Linked DNA regions of Sus scrofa: region 2 is linked to region 1. Evidence: chromatin contacts called from public Hi-C data. All regions are on one chromosome and are shown on one strand. Each heading gives the region's core, a stretch centred on a gene start, on an enhancer-like site or on the middle of the called end of the contact. The rest is flanking DNA. Distances are from core to core; before and after follow the strand shown.

The links. Hi-C and Micro-C count contacts between places; a contact is called where the count stands out from the background.
Region 2: a Hi-C map of skeletal muscle shows a contact between it and region 1, with 9 times the contacts expected there. The contact joins the enhancer-like site here to the promoter of ANKRD33B in region 1. A contact is called at or near these places in 9 of 47 Hi-C or Micro-C datasets (alveolar macrophages, blood, embryonic fibroblasts and 4 more) and 2 of 2 datasets of contacts at active chromatin or transcription factors (alveolar macrophages and skeletal muscle).

The regions. Positions count from the first base shown.
Region 1 is chr16:146,933-152,776 of Sscrofa11.1, forward strand. It overlaps ANKRD33B (ankyrin repeat domain-containing protein 33B), which reads left to right and starts at 2,554. Exons shown (of 4, transcript XM_003134179.4): 1 at 2,554-3,063. The coding sequence starts at 2,698. It overlaps LOC110257292 (a long non-coding RNA gene), which reads right to left and starts at 1,576. Exons shown (of 2, transcript XR_002339715.1): 1 at 1,485-1,576; 2 at 1-1,243.
Region 2 is chr16:202,644-208,487 of Sscrofa11.1, forward strand. All of the region lies in intron 2 of ANKRD33B (ankyrin repeat domain-containing protein 33B), which reads left to right. Among named protein-coding and RNA genes, the nearest start is that of ANKRD33B, 56 kb to the left of the region's middle. Within about 2 kb of position 2,363, at least 28 of the 83 cell types and tissues checked have an H3K27ac peak or open chromatin away from gene starts, as enhancers often do. A contact at or near this core is called in alveolar macrophages, embryonic fibroblasts and skeletal muscle, where this site is marked.

The DNA of each region.
Region 1 (5,844 bases), core at 1,304-3,803:
TAAATCAACAAATTGGTTAATTGCCATACATATAATACTTCAAAAGTCATAAATTAAAACAGTTCATTGAAATTGAACCCTCCCGGATAAAATACAATTTTGCAAAACGTTATTGATTTAAGAGTTATCCTGAGTGTGTTAGGAGTTTTGAAAAGCTACTTTCTCCTTCTTATGTCAATTTTGTACATACGATGTATGATACTGACCTTACCAAAAAATCTAAATGCCTAGTTGTGTGTTCTTTTACAATGCTGAGTATCTCTTGTCTTTGCGGTCAAAGGGGTGCATTTTTTAAAAAGACAATAATCACCTTGGGTTTGGAGCCTGATCACTCACAAAAGGCTAATTCTTACTTGGAGCAGGCTGTTTCAGAAGTTAACCTTTAAAGGTTAAAACATTCCATGCTATTTGGACCCAAATTTCTGAGGAAGGAAAGGAGGAAGTGGTGAACTCTGAAGATAGAGCTTGAATCTTGTTGCTAAGTGACCAGGCATGAGGACCTAGAGGCTGCTGACTCCAGAACAGCATGCTGTCCGCTCCAGTCCAGGACTACGGCTGGAAGGCCATGGCCCCATCCATCAGGGCCCTGTCACTGCCCGCTGAGGTCTTTCTTTAATGCCACCCAGTACCCTGCCCAGCTGGGAGGAGAGGAAGGCTGACAAACCCAACCGTGTCCTGGGGGTGGGGGGCGGTCACTTCTGCTTGTAAATCCCCTGACTTCATTTAACAGGACTTTTGGAAACACTGAAAGAGAAATACCCCTCAACCTTCAAAGGGGGAAATTTCCATTGGGAATTTATGTAAATGCTGTTAGAGAAAAACTTAAAAAGCAAACCATGATTTGGGGGTATTTTTGGCTTCCAAGAGAAAGCCTGGGACCACAGAAGCAGGCCGGTGAAGCCAAGTTAACTTCTCACTCAGGGCTCGCTGTGCATCCATGGTCTCTTCCTACCGTGTTCTCCTGGCTCCCAGGTGCCAGTTCTGGGCTGGCTTGGAGGACACTGGTGACCCAGGTGATCCTGAAGACAGGTCCAGCCTAGCACAGTGTAGCCAGGGCCTCAAGACAGAGAGGTCTGACATTTCAAACACCGCTCTGGCCTCCACAGCCCACTCCAGGTATTTTTGACCATGGCTGTGCCCCTCAGCTTGCAGGCCCAGGCCTGGGGTCTTCTAGCTTGTCTACCCCGTTTTGTTCACCTTTGCACTCCTGGGGCCTCTCATGGGCTGGCATCTGGTAGGCGCGCTGTTAAGAGCGGTGGAAAGAAAAGGAGGGAGAGGGGAAGAGAAAAAGAGGCGGTATTCCCTTCGGTTTCTGCATTCGCTCCTGGTGGACAGGGGATGGTTTCTGTCAAAGAAGCCACACCCCCAACCCAGGCACAAACGCATCCTGACACCGCGTCTTCTCGCAAGGCCTTTCCCATGAGTTTTGGCTCGCGCTGCCTCCTCCTCCCAGAGGTCAAGGGCTCCCCGCAGCAAATCCATACCCTCTGTGGCGGGGATAGACCGGGAGTAGCCAAGCTTGGTCCAGAGGGGTGCGGGGACAGGACAATGGCGGACGGCTGCGGGCCTACTCTCTGGGTTTGGCCACCAGCTGCGGAGTCAGGGCCCCTTCCTGGCTTCACCCACTTAATCTCCGCAGATGCAGGCTCGGTGACATTGGCTAAGGATGAGGGAGGAGGAAATCCTTCACCACTCTGACCTGGAGCCGCCCTTTCCCACCCAGATGTTACCCCAGAGTCAAGAGTCGCTCTTTTAGGAGCAACCTGCAAGCCACAGCTGGCCCGGGTTCTGAGTGATTTGGGTGGGGAACCTGCGGATCCTCCCTCCGCATCCCCCTTCCCAATACACCTGGGTTGGGACTTCCCGGTGGTAGCCAGGAGCTCCCATTTCAGAGCGGCAGGGTCCCTAGGTGGACCCGACCTCCCACGCATCCACTTGTCTTCCGTGCCTAGTGCGCCCCAGGGATGCCCAGCTCTTAAGCCAGGAATGAAGTTGGCGTTGGAGCCCGGACTCCCCCGGGAGCTGCAAAAACAGATTCAGTGCGTCGCACGCTGACAAACTGCCCCCATCCCAGCCTGGAGGCCTGACGCTCTGCTAGCTGCGGGTCTCAGGGATTTGGGTATTTCCGACGCCAGAGCGGACTTAGCCCGCGGCGTCCTCCAACCCCCACCTTCGCCCTCATCCCGCGGGTCGCCGGAGGGGAGGGGCGGGGCTGTTAGCAGCCAGCAACAAGGGCTTTCGGGTTCTTTAGTTCTCTGGTTCTCCCAAGCGTGCATTTCTCAGCTCGAATGCGGGTGCAAAGCAGCCGGGTGCATAGTCCCCGCGGGGCCGTGAAGCCCCTGCTCGGCTCTCAACTTTTGCTGGGATCCGGCCGGCGGGCGCAGCATCCCGGGCGCGCGCCTCCTCCGGCGCGGCGGCCCCGCCCGCCTCCCGCTTGGTCCCCGCCCGCGCTCGCCCGCCGGCAGCGCTCGGAAAGCCCCCGCGGCTCCTCCCACCCCCGAGGGGGGCTTTCTCCAGCTTCCAGTGACTACAGTCTGGGAGCGCAGCCGCCGGGCGCGCGTTTCCGCTGGGCTGGAGCGCGCAGAGCACTGCTTTTCTGGGGCGGCGAGGGACAAGGGGCGGTGACCTCGGTGCGTGCCGCGCGTCCCGGGCTCCCGGCCCGCTCCCCGGCCCCCGGCCCGCGCCCCGGCCGCCGGCATGGTGCTGCTGGCCGGGCCCGGGCCGGAGGGCGGCGGGGCGCGCCGCGTATCCCCGCAGCCTCCGTCCCCACCCCGGGGCGCGCAGGCCGAGGAGGACCCCGCTGACTACGAGGACTACGAGGACTTCTCGAGTCTGCCCGACACCCGCAGCATCGCCTCGGACGACTCTTTCTACCCTTCTGGAGGCGAGGAGGAGTACAGCTCCGTGAGCTCGGAGAGCGTCCCTGAAGGCTTCCCGGAGGGCGTCCCGGAGGCGGCGACCCTCCTGCGCGCCGCCAGCGCCAACGACGTGGGGCTGTTGAGGGCGCTGGTGCGGCGGGGGCCCAGCGCTGAGGAGGTGCAGGAGACCGATCGCAACGGCCGGGTAAGCTGACGTGCCGCCGGGGTTTGGGTCCCTTTAGTCCTCCCTCCTATTCTCCGCGCCACCTGGATCCCGACTTTGTCCGGGTCCCACCGTGACTTTGCCGCGGCCAAGAGCGCCTTTTCTTTGCTTTCTGGGCGTGCTCCGCGTGTGGCCTGCCTGTCCCAGGCCGGGGTGGGGCGGCACGCTTGCTCTGCCCGAGGTCACAGTACCCCCCCCCCGGGGGGGGACGCCGCTAGTCCCGCGTGCTCACCGCAGCCCCTTCTGGTTTTCCGCCCCAGAGTGTTCTTAATTCCCCCAAGGGGACTGTCCGAGTTCGGAGCCTCTCGCCGGGTGTCTTCAACCTGGGCCCCCTCTGACAGTTACCCATTCTCGCCTGTAGGGGAAACCCCTTATATCCTGCGCCCCCCAACTTCCCCCCCCCCCCGCCCTTGGCCCCACTCGCTGCCCTTGCACTTTCCCTTCCACGCCCCAGCGCAAATCGGCTCCTCCGGGCCACCCAGGTTCGGAGTTCCCCTTGGACCACCTGCTTACTCGCACGCCTCCCCTTTCCCACGCCCGGGTTCGCCAGGCGACCCCAATCGGTGATTGGCCAGCTTGATCTCTGACTTGGCTGTCTGCAGGGTCACCTCGGAGAGCCAGCACCGTCGGGATCCCCCAGAGGCAGGCCCTGGGGAGGGCAGTGGTGGGGCCGGCGCTAGCGGGGTAGGGCAGACGGGCTCGTGGGGGTGGGGAGAGAGAGGCACCGGGTATGCATTAGTCATGACAAGACTCAGAGACGGTGGGAAACATTTAGGGAAAAAAAGAAAAGAAAGAAAGAAAAAGTTGGGCTGAGAATGATTGGCTCTCAGAACACAACCCAACAAAGCCCTTGGAGGGAAAAACCATAGAGTGACCACAGCAGCCAGGTGGGTTGACAGCGGCAGTGGTCTCACCTGATTGTCACATTCCCCAGGTTCTGGGGGGATCTGCAGCCTAAGCCTGGCGCAGATGGGGAGTGAAAGTGCTTTTGTTCCAGAGCCCATAACTGTTAGAGAAAAGATGTGCTTTTACTTGGGAATTGGTGGGACCTTCTGCCCTTGGTTTATTTGTCCCTGACTGTGGTCTGGGCCAGGCTTAGGCAAAGGGGAGCACTGGAGTGTCACATTCTGCTTCTATCCTTGTCTAAGTTGACGCAGCATATGAACTTGGAGAAGGTTCTGTGCTTGGTGTACTACATCAGGCGGTGCTGGCCCAGAGGCCCCTAAGGCTAAGAGAGCTAAGGTGTGGCCCTGGTGGCTGGAGACACTAGGCAATACCTGCATCTCAGCCCTCCCGCTGCCCTCACTAGCCGCCAGGCAGCGGGTTGTTTCTGCACTGTGCCTTCGCTTTTACTAAAGTGAATTTTCACCATCAGACGTTTGTATTTTCTTGATGTTTACTCACGTTTCTGAAGCAAGGTAACCAGGGCTGCTTGGAAGGAAGCCCCACAAAGATGAGGAAGAGCTCGGGTAGGGTAGGTTACTCCCGTGTTTGGGGCAGCCCAGGGTTTCCAGTGGGCGCAGGGTAGTGCCTGGCTCGCCCAGCCCCCATTCTAAGGCTCCACTGGGCCCTGCTTTGTTATGTTTCCTTTGAGGGCAAAAAATAAGTTTGTCAGCAGCTGCACTGGAGACGACTGAGAGCAACTTAAACCATCCCCAAGGGGCTTGGGTATGTCAGATGCAGTGTCTGGGCCACTTTTGAAAGCCTCTGTCAGCACAGAATCAGGAGAGGCCTGTCCCAGCCTCTCAGCACCTCTCTGCCTCAGTTTCTCCATTGTGATATAGGGTTAATGACAACGAGAACCTCCTGGGGTTGTGAGCACAAAATGCCTCACAGTGCTCTGACATGCCCTTGTTTACTGTCTTGTCATTTTTTATTCACCAGCCTTCTCCTTGCTTGGAAGAGACATCCTCCAGGTTTTTGGTTTTTTTTTTTCCCCTTCTGTCAGGCAAAGCTATTTTTTCTCTCTGCTTTCCCTCTTGATTACAGAGTCTCCCTTTGTTTTTCTGCCTTGAGTCTCTGCCTGTCTGCTCCCCACAAATTCATGATGGAGAAGGGGTACATGACCCACCAACGACAAGACTGTTTTATCTTCTGATAAGAAGGGGCCCATCCTGGGTTCTGGGCTCTGAGGGGTTTGGGCAAGAGCTTGCATTCTTCCCAGTGGCTTCTTAATGGTGTTGATCAAACAGCCTCCGTCTTTCTGTAACAGTCTGAAAGAATAAAGTGACACCGAGTCTAAAATACCACCCTGTAGCAAAAGGGGTAGTGAGTCACTCATAAGTGTTATTGCAGACCTACTGTGTGCAAGGCATGGTTAGTTGCTGCAGGAGGCTCGAAGGGGAATCGAATAGTCTCTGCCTTGAGAGTCTGAACCTCTTAGTTGGGGAAGAACTAAGATTACCCAGTGCTTATAGCCAGAGGTAGGATGTGAGAAGGGGCTCTACAGCTATACAGAGCAAGTGTCTTGGAAGCAGGGAGCTGAGCACAATTCTGGAAGCCCAGTGAAGGAAGACTTTTGGAGGTGGTGGTAAGACATTCTAGGCAGGCAGATGGAACCAAAAGGGCGATGACAGGTGCTGTGTGGTTGGTCTCAGTGCAGGACAATGTGGGCGCTAAAGCCAGAGAAGCCACCCTAGGCTCCCGATGAGAGGCTGGCCCAGAGTAGCTGGCTAAGAAAGAAAAATCGGGAAGTAGTTTGGTTTCCAAGTGCCAGTGTCCTGCCTTGGGGTGGTGGTGTGCCTCTTCATGTGGCTACACGAC
Region 2 (5,844 bases), core at 1,113-3,612, 56 kb after region 1:
GCAGAGGACATGGTGTGAGTGTGTGTGTGGTTGGGGGAAATCTGTCCTGAGAAGGCCCCATAGGGTCCATCTTGATTACAAGCTGAATCATCATTACCCCTGGGTGGTAATCTATGTTTTAATCCAGATTTGGTTAAAACAGATTGCTGGGCCTGGCCCCCAGATTTTTGGATTGTGCAGGTCTGGGGTGGGGGCCAAGAATGTGCATTTAAGGGGGTTTCCAGATGACACTGATGCTGGAGGTCTGGGGATCTCATTCTGAGAACTAGGGCCTGCCAGGCTCCCATACAGAATGGGGGCTCGGGGTGCCTCTCAGTGGATCTTAGAGCTGAAGAGGGGAGGGGCACTGACCTGACCTGGGTGAGATGTCAGCAGAAGGACACAGAGCTGTCACTAAATCAAAGTGAGACTAAAAAAGAGCAATTGAGCATCTGTCTGTGCCTTTTATGTACTGTTTTGACCAAAGAGAGGCTGTTTGGCTTTTTTAGCTGATAGAATCAAATGATTCCATTTTAATCCAATTCCACAACCAGTTTTATTTATTTTATGATTTCTTAATTCCAAAAGATGTCTACTAACACGTGCTTACAGCAAAAAATCACCATGGAAGTATTTTTTTTTAAAAAGAAGCAATATAAAAAAAAAAAAAAAAAAAAAGAAGCAATATTGGAGTTCCCATTGTGGCACAGCAGGTTAAGAACCCAAATTAGCGTCTGTGAGGATTTGGCTTTGATCCCTGGCCTTGCTCAGTGGATTAAGGATCTAGTGTTGCTGTGAGCTACAGCACAGGTTGCAGATTCGGCTGGAATCTGGCATTGCTGTGGCTGTGGCATAAGCTGGTAGTTGTAGCTCTGATTCAACCCCTGCCTGGGAACTTCCATACGCCATGGGTGTGGCCCAAAAAAGACAAAAAAAAGAAGAAGAAGAAATGTCTCTTTTCCCTCTCGCCAGTTCATCGATTGATTGCATTCTAGCTGATTACCCTTCCTTCTCTCCTTTTCAAAAGGTTGTTTTGTTTACATGAATGGGATAATTCTGGAGAGCTTGTGATTTTAACTTTTTCCATTCCATCGATCTAGGAACTTTGCCTGGTTCCTACAGTTGCACACCCGAGTGATGGCAAGTTCACAGCTGTATCCCTCACATCCTATAACAGTTCAATAAACTCTGGCCCATCCATTCTATGCAAGTTCCTCATTTAAAATAAATATTTACCCAGCAGTCACTTCATGTCTAAGTGCTCGGCTAAGTGCTAGGTCTGTGGGTGGACAGGCAAAAGTACGCATAATCCTGTCTCCTGAATTTAAAGTCGAGTGTGCAGGGGTTTCTGATGAGCTTGTTATGGACAAAGCTGGAGTGAAGTCTTGTGTCTCAGGGTACATTTCTGAGGAGGGCTTACCTGTCAGCATCCTGGCAGGTGTACCCAGAGGCTAATGTAGAGAATCTGTAGGGGGACTGTTGTTGGGGGGTGGGCAGAGCTTAGGGGTGGGCCCTGGAGAGAGGGGGCACTCAGAGGGCTGCCCCCTGCCCCCAGGAGCTGGGACCTTGGACATCTGAGCCCCTTGAGGTGGGAGGTAGATGGGGGCAGGGCACATACCCCCCCCACACACACCCCCACCTCCAGCCCCAGCTGAGCCGCACCTTCAGGACTAAGGAACCTGCAAGTGCAGTTTTTGGAGGTCAGAGCCAGGCAGAGAAGGAAAAAAAAGAAATGGATGGATGATTCTCAGAATTCAATTGCTTCATCAAAGAGCGTGCACGTTTTATTTTCTATTTTATTATGACCACACCCATGGCATATGGAAGTTCCCTGGGCCAGGGATTGAATCTCAGCTGTGACCTACACCTCAGTTATGGCAATGCCCTATCCTTAACCCACTGCCCCAGGGACCAAACCCACACCTTTGCAGCTACCTGAGCCACTGCAGTTGGATTCTTAACCCACCATGCCACAGCAAGAACTCCAGGGCCTGTGCGTTTTAAATGTGCACATTATATAACCCCTGCCAAGTGGCTTTAAGGAAACCTGTGCCAACTCCTACCTCCCACCATGTTCCCAAGGGGGTTCTTATCCTGGAAAGGGACTTTTCTCAGTGTCAGGCCACTCCAAATCTCACGTTTGCAGTTTTATTTCCCTGATTATCATCGGATGCTAGGATCTGTTACGATCCTTTTGGGTTCGACTTACTGAATACATAGGGAAACAGGCTTCAGCGATGAGGAAATGGCTTGCAACATGACCTGTCTGAAGGTGGCAGTTGAGGCGTTGCTTCACTGCATGGCTTTGTGATGTCAGGACCCAGGGCCAGCTTCTCAGAAATGCCCTTGACCTTTCCCTCACAATCCACAGACAGCCTGGCGGCTCCAAGCAGCATAGCTTCATGTTACACCATGAGAGCTTTCAAGAAGGAGGAGCCAAGCCCTGTATGAGATCTGTTCTCTGAGATAGGAAACATTTCCAGAAGCCTCCAGAACAGCTTTGTTTCTATCTGCCAGGGTTGTGTCACACGCCTCAGCGTCAAAACAAGTTGCTGGCCAGGGCGGTGGAGTGACACCAGATGACTTGGTCAGGCCGGCATGGGGCCCCACAGAATCTGTGTGGTTAAGAAAAACTGTAAAGCGACTGCATGTTTACATTATTTGCTATTAGGCTGTGTAGCTTGTCTGAGAGTCCTGGCTTTTTACAGGACTCACGCAGCATTTGTGAGTGCAAATTAAGATGCAGATGCCTTGATCTGCCTGTTCGGTGTCCTCTGAAAAGCCTAACCTCCAAGGATCTTTATGCAGAATAAAGATACAGTCAAATCTGAAGTAGGCCTTTACTGTGGAGAGAATGTATGAAAATAGAGCCTCAAATAAACCCTCCATCTCATTTAGCCAATAATTTGAACCTCTCTTCCATACTCCCCCTAACAAAAGTGCAGTAAGATTATCAAAGAAATGAATTACCAGTCCCAGGCTTTATGTGTTTACATTCTCCATTTCTTTTTCTTTTTTTCTTTTTTCTTTTTTTTTTTTTTTTTGTCCTTTTTAGGGCTGCACCCACGGCATATGGAGGTTCCTGGGCTAACGGTCTAATTGCAGCTGTTGTTGCTGCCAGCCTACTCCAGAGGCGCCAGAACGCCAGATCTGAGCCTCGTCTGCGACCCACACCACAGCTCACAGCAATGCCGGATCCCCAACCCACTGAGCGAGGCCAGGGATCAAACCCGCAACCTCATCCTTCCTAGTTGGATTTGTTTCCACTGTGCCACGACGGGAACTCCACATTCTCCATTTCTTGTTCCTCTTTAGCAGGAATAAGACGCAGGGAGAAAAACTGGGTAAGATCAAGTTGGTTCCGTGTAAGTAACCCCTGGGCATCCTTCAAACTTGTTTATTATTCCTCGAACTTACCTTTCAGGTTTTGGAGGAAATGCCTTGAGAGCCAGCCTGCTATTATTCACGTCACTGTTGCTGGGGACTGGGTGGCCCTGAGGTTCCTGGGGATAGCCCATGGGCTCAGGCTGCCGACTCTAATGGGACCCTGGATTTCGGGAGGGTCCCACTTGAGAGGGGAGTGTATGAGTTGGCCTGAGCCAGGAATAGATGCCTCTTCATTGTATTTATCTTATTTTATTATCATCACACGGTCCTGATTTTAATCTGACCTCATTGTGATTTTTATGGAGTTTTGAAGCATTTTCCTTTTACTCAGTTTCTGCTGTTTCAAATAAATTAGAACTTGGGAAGTCTCTGAGGTTTCCAGCATTGCCTGGCCTTTCCTGTTAAACACCAGTTTTCGGAGCCTTTCTGACCAGGCACGGCAATGCGCCTTCCTCGCAGGACCTGGCCCTGCCCCTCGGTGTCAGAGAGGAGGCCTGTCTGGGCTGCCCTCCCCTGCTCCCCCCTGCACTCTCCCTTCTTCTGCATGGAGAGAATCTCTTCTCTCCAACGCTGCAGGGACTTGATAGTGCCAGTCAACAGTTCCCTCTACTGGCCTGGTTTGGGAAACTACCTTTTGAGTGCCTGGTGTCAGAACAATCAAGTCTTTAGACAACCCTAAATTTTGTAACATTGTCCCATTTTTAGAGCAGCATGGGCTTACTGTCTGTTTCTTTTCCTTGAATAAAGGAATAAGCAAGGTTTTAGCCCATAATTGGTATTCAGTTACATGTTAAGTGAATCAATAATTAATAATTGTGATGGCTGTGTGACTTTAGAGAATGTGGGTTATGGCTTGATAATTGGCAGTCTTTTGAGCAGCCTTTTTTTTTTTTTTTTTTTTTTTTTTTTTTTTTTTTTTTTTTGCTTTTTAGGGGCGGCAGTACCCTCAGCACATGGAAGTTCCCAGGCTAGGGGTTGAATCGGAGCTACAGCTGCCAGCCACAGCCACAATCACAGCAACCCGGGATCCAAGATTTGTCTGCAGCCTACACCACAGCCCACGGCAGTGCAGCAATGCCAGATCGCCCAGCCACCGAGTGAGGCCAGAGATTGAAGTCACATCCTCATGGATAAAAGTCAGATTCATTTCTGCTGCACAACAATAGGAATTCCTGGCAGCCTTTTTGATAAGTGAGCTTTTTTCAAGGAAGAAATAGGAATCCTTCAGCCTTTTCACTTAACGAAATATTTATTGAGCTTCCAATCAGTTAAAGTTTTGGACTTATGAGCAAGGGTCATGAGGGTTGTGGTGACCGTGGGAATCCACAGCCACATGGAAATGTGGAGCCTAGGGCATCATGGTTCAGGTTCCTACTCCAGGCTTGGGGACCAGGGCAGAGCCTCCATTGAAACAGATGGCTCATCAGGTAGCTGGATTAAAAGCAAAGGAAGAATATTCTAGGCAAAGGGACTAGCCTGTGCAAAGGCCACCAGATTTGAGAAAGCATGGTGCTCAGGTGAATTTAAAAGAGAGTTGTGTGATTACAGAGTCAAGTAGAAGGGCATGGTACCAGAGCTGAGGATGAAGAGGGGATATAAGGCAGGAAAAATAACCTTGTCTCTTCCCTTCTGAGTTCCTGTCTGAGACCCCTGTCATAAAGGAATAACAAGAGAAAACCAGATGTTTATAACCTCATGTATAAATGGGGGACACCCTGGGAAAAACAAGTAACTCAAGGAAGTGGCTCAGAACTGGCTTATATGTTATCTTCCATAAAGAACAACAGATGTGTGGAGAAATGGCACGACAAAGGAAACTAGTTTTTGAAGAGTTCTCATTGCAAAGAAGAAAAGCCATTTCCCTTCTCCTTTTGTACCTACAGGAGATGACCAGTGTTAACTAAACATATTGTGGTAGTATTTCATGATATAGGTAAGTAAAATCATTATTCTGTGCGCCTCAATCTTACACAGTGCTGTATGTTAATTATATCTCAGTAAAACTGGGGGGAAAGAAGAGCATAAAATCAGAAAATTCATGTCCTGCTTTTAGGTAAATGGGGGAGGGCAGGGGGCTTTTCTTGTATCTGCTTCTTCTCAGTCAGCTCAAAATAATTCTGCCAAAGTTGCATGTTTTGGGGTGGCATATTCTGCTATCCTTCAGAGGTCAGGGCCAGATGAAAAGGGGCTAGCTAGTTAAAGAGGTGAGATTTCATCAAAAGAGTAGAAACCAGGAAGGGTTTTAAGTAGCAGTTGTGTTGGTCAGAACAGTTTCTTGCTGATGGTGTAGAGAATGGAGCAGAAACGGACCCGGGAGTTCAGTTAGGAGAGGGGCGAACCCCGGTAAGGATGGAGTAGCCTGGATCCAGGTTAGAAGTGGAGATGGAGAAATGTGGACAGGTTTGGAAGATACTTAAGAGGTGGTGTTGGTAGAATTCCGTGATACTTGGATGGGGAAGCAGTAGGGGAGGGCTGAAG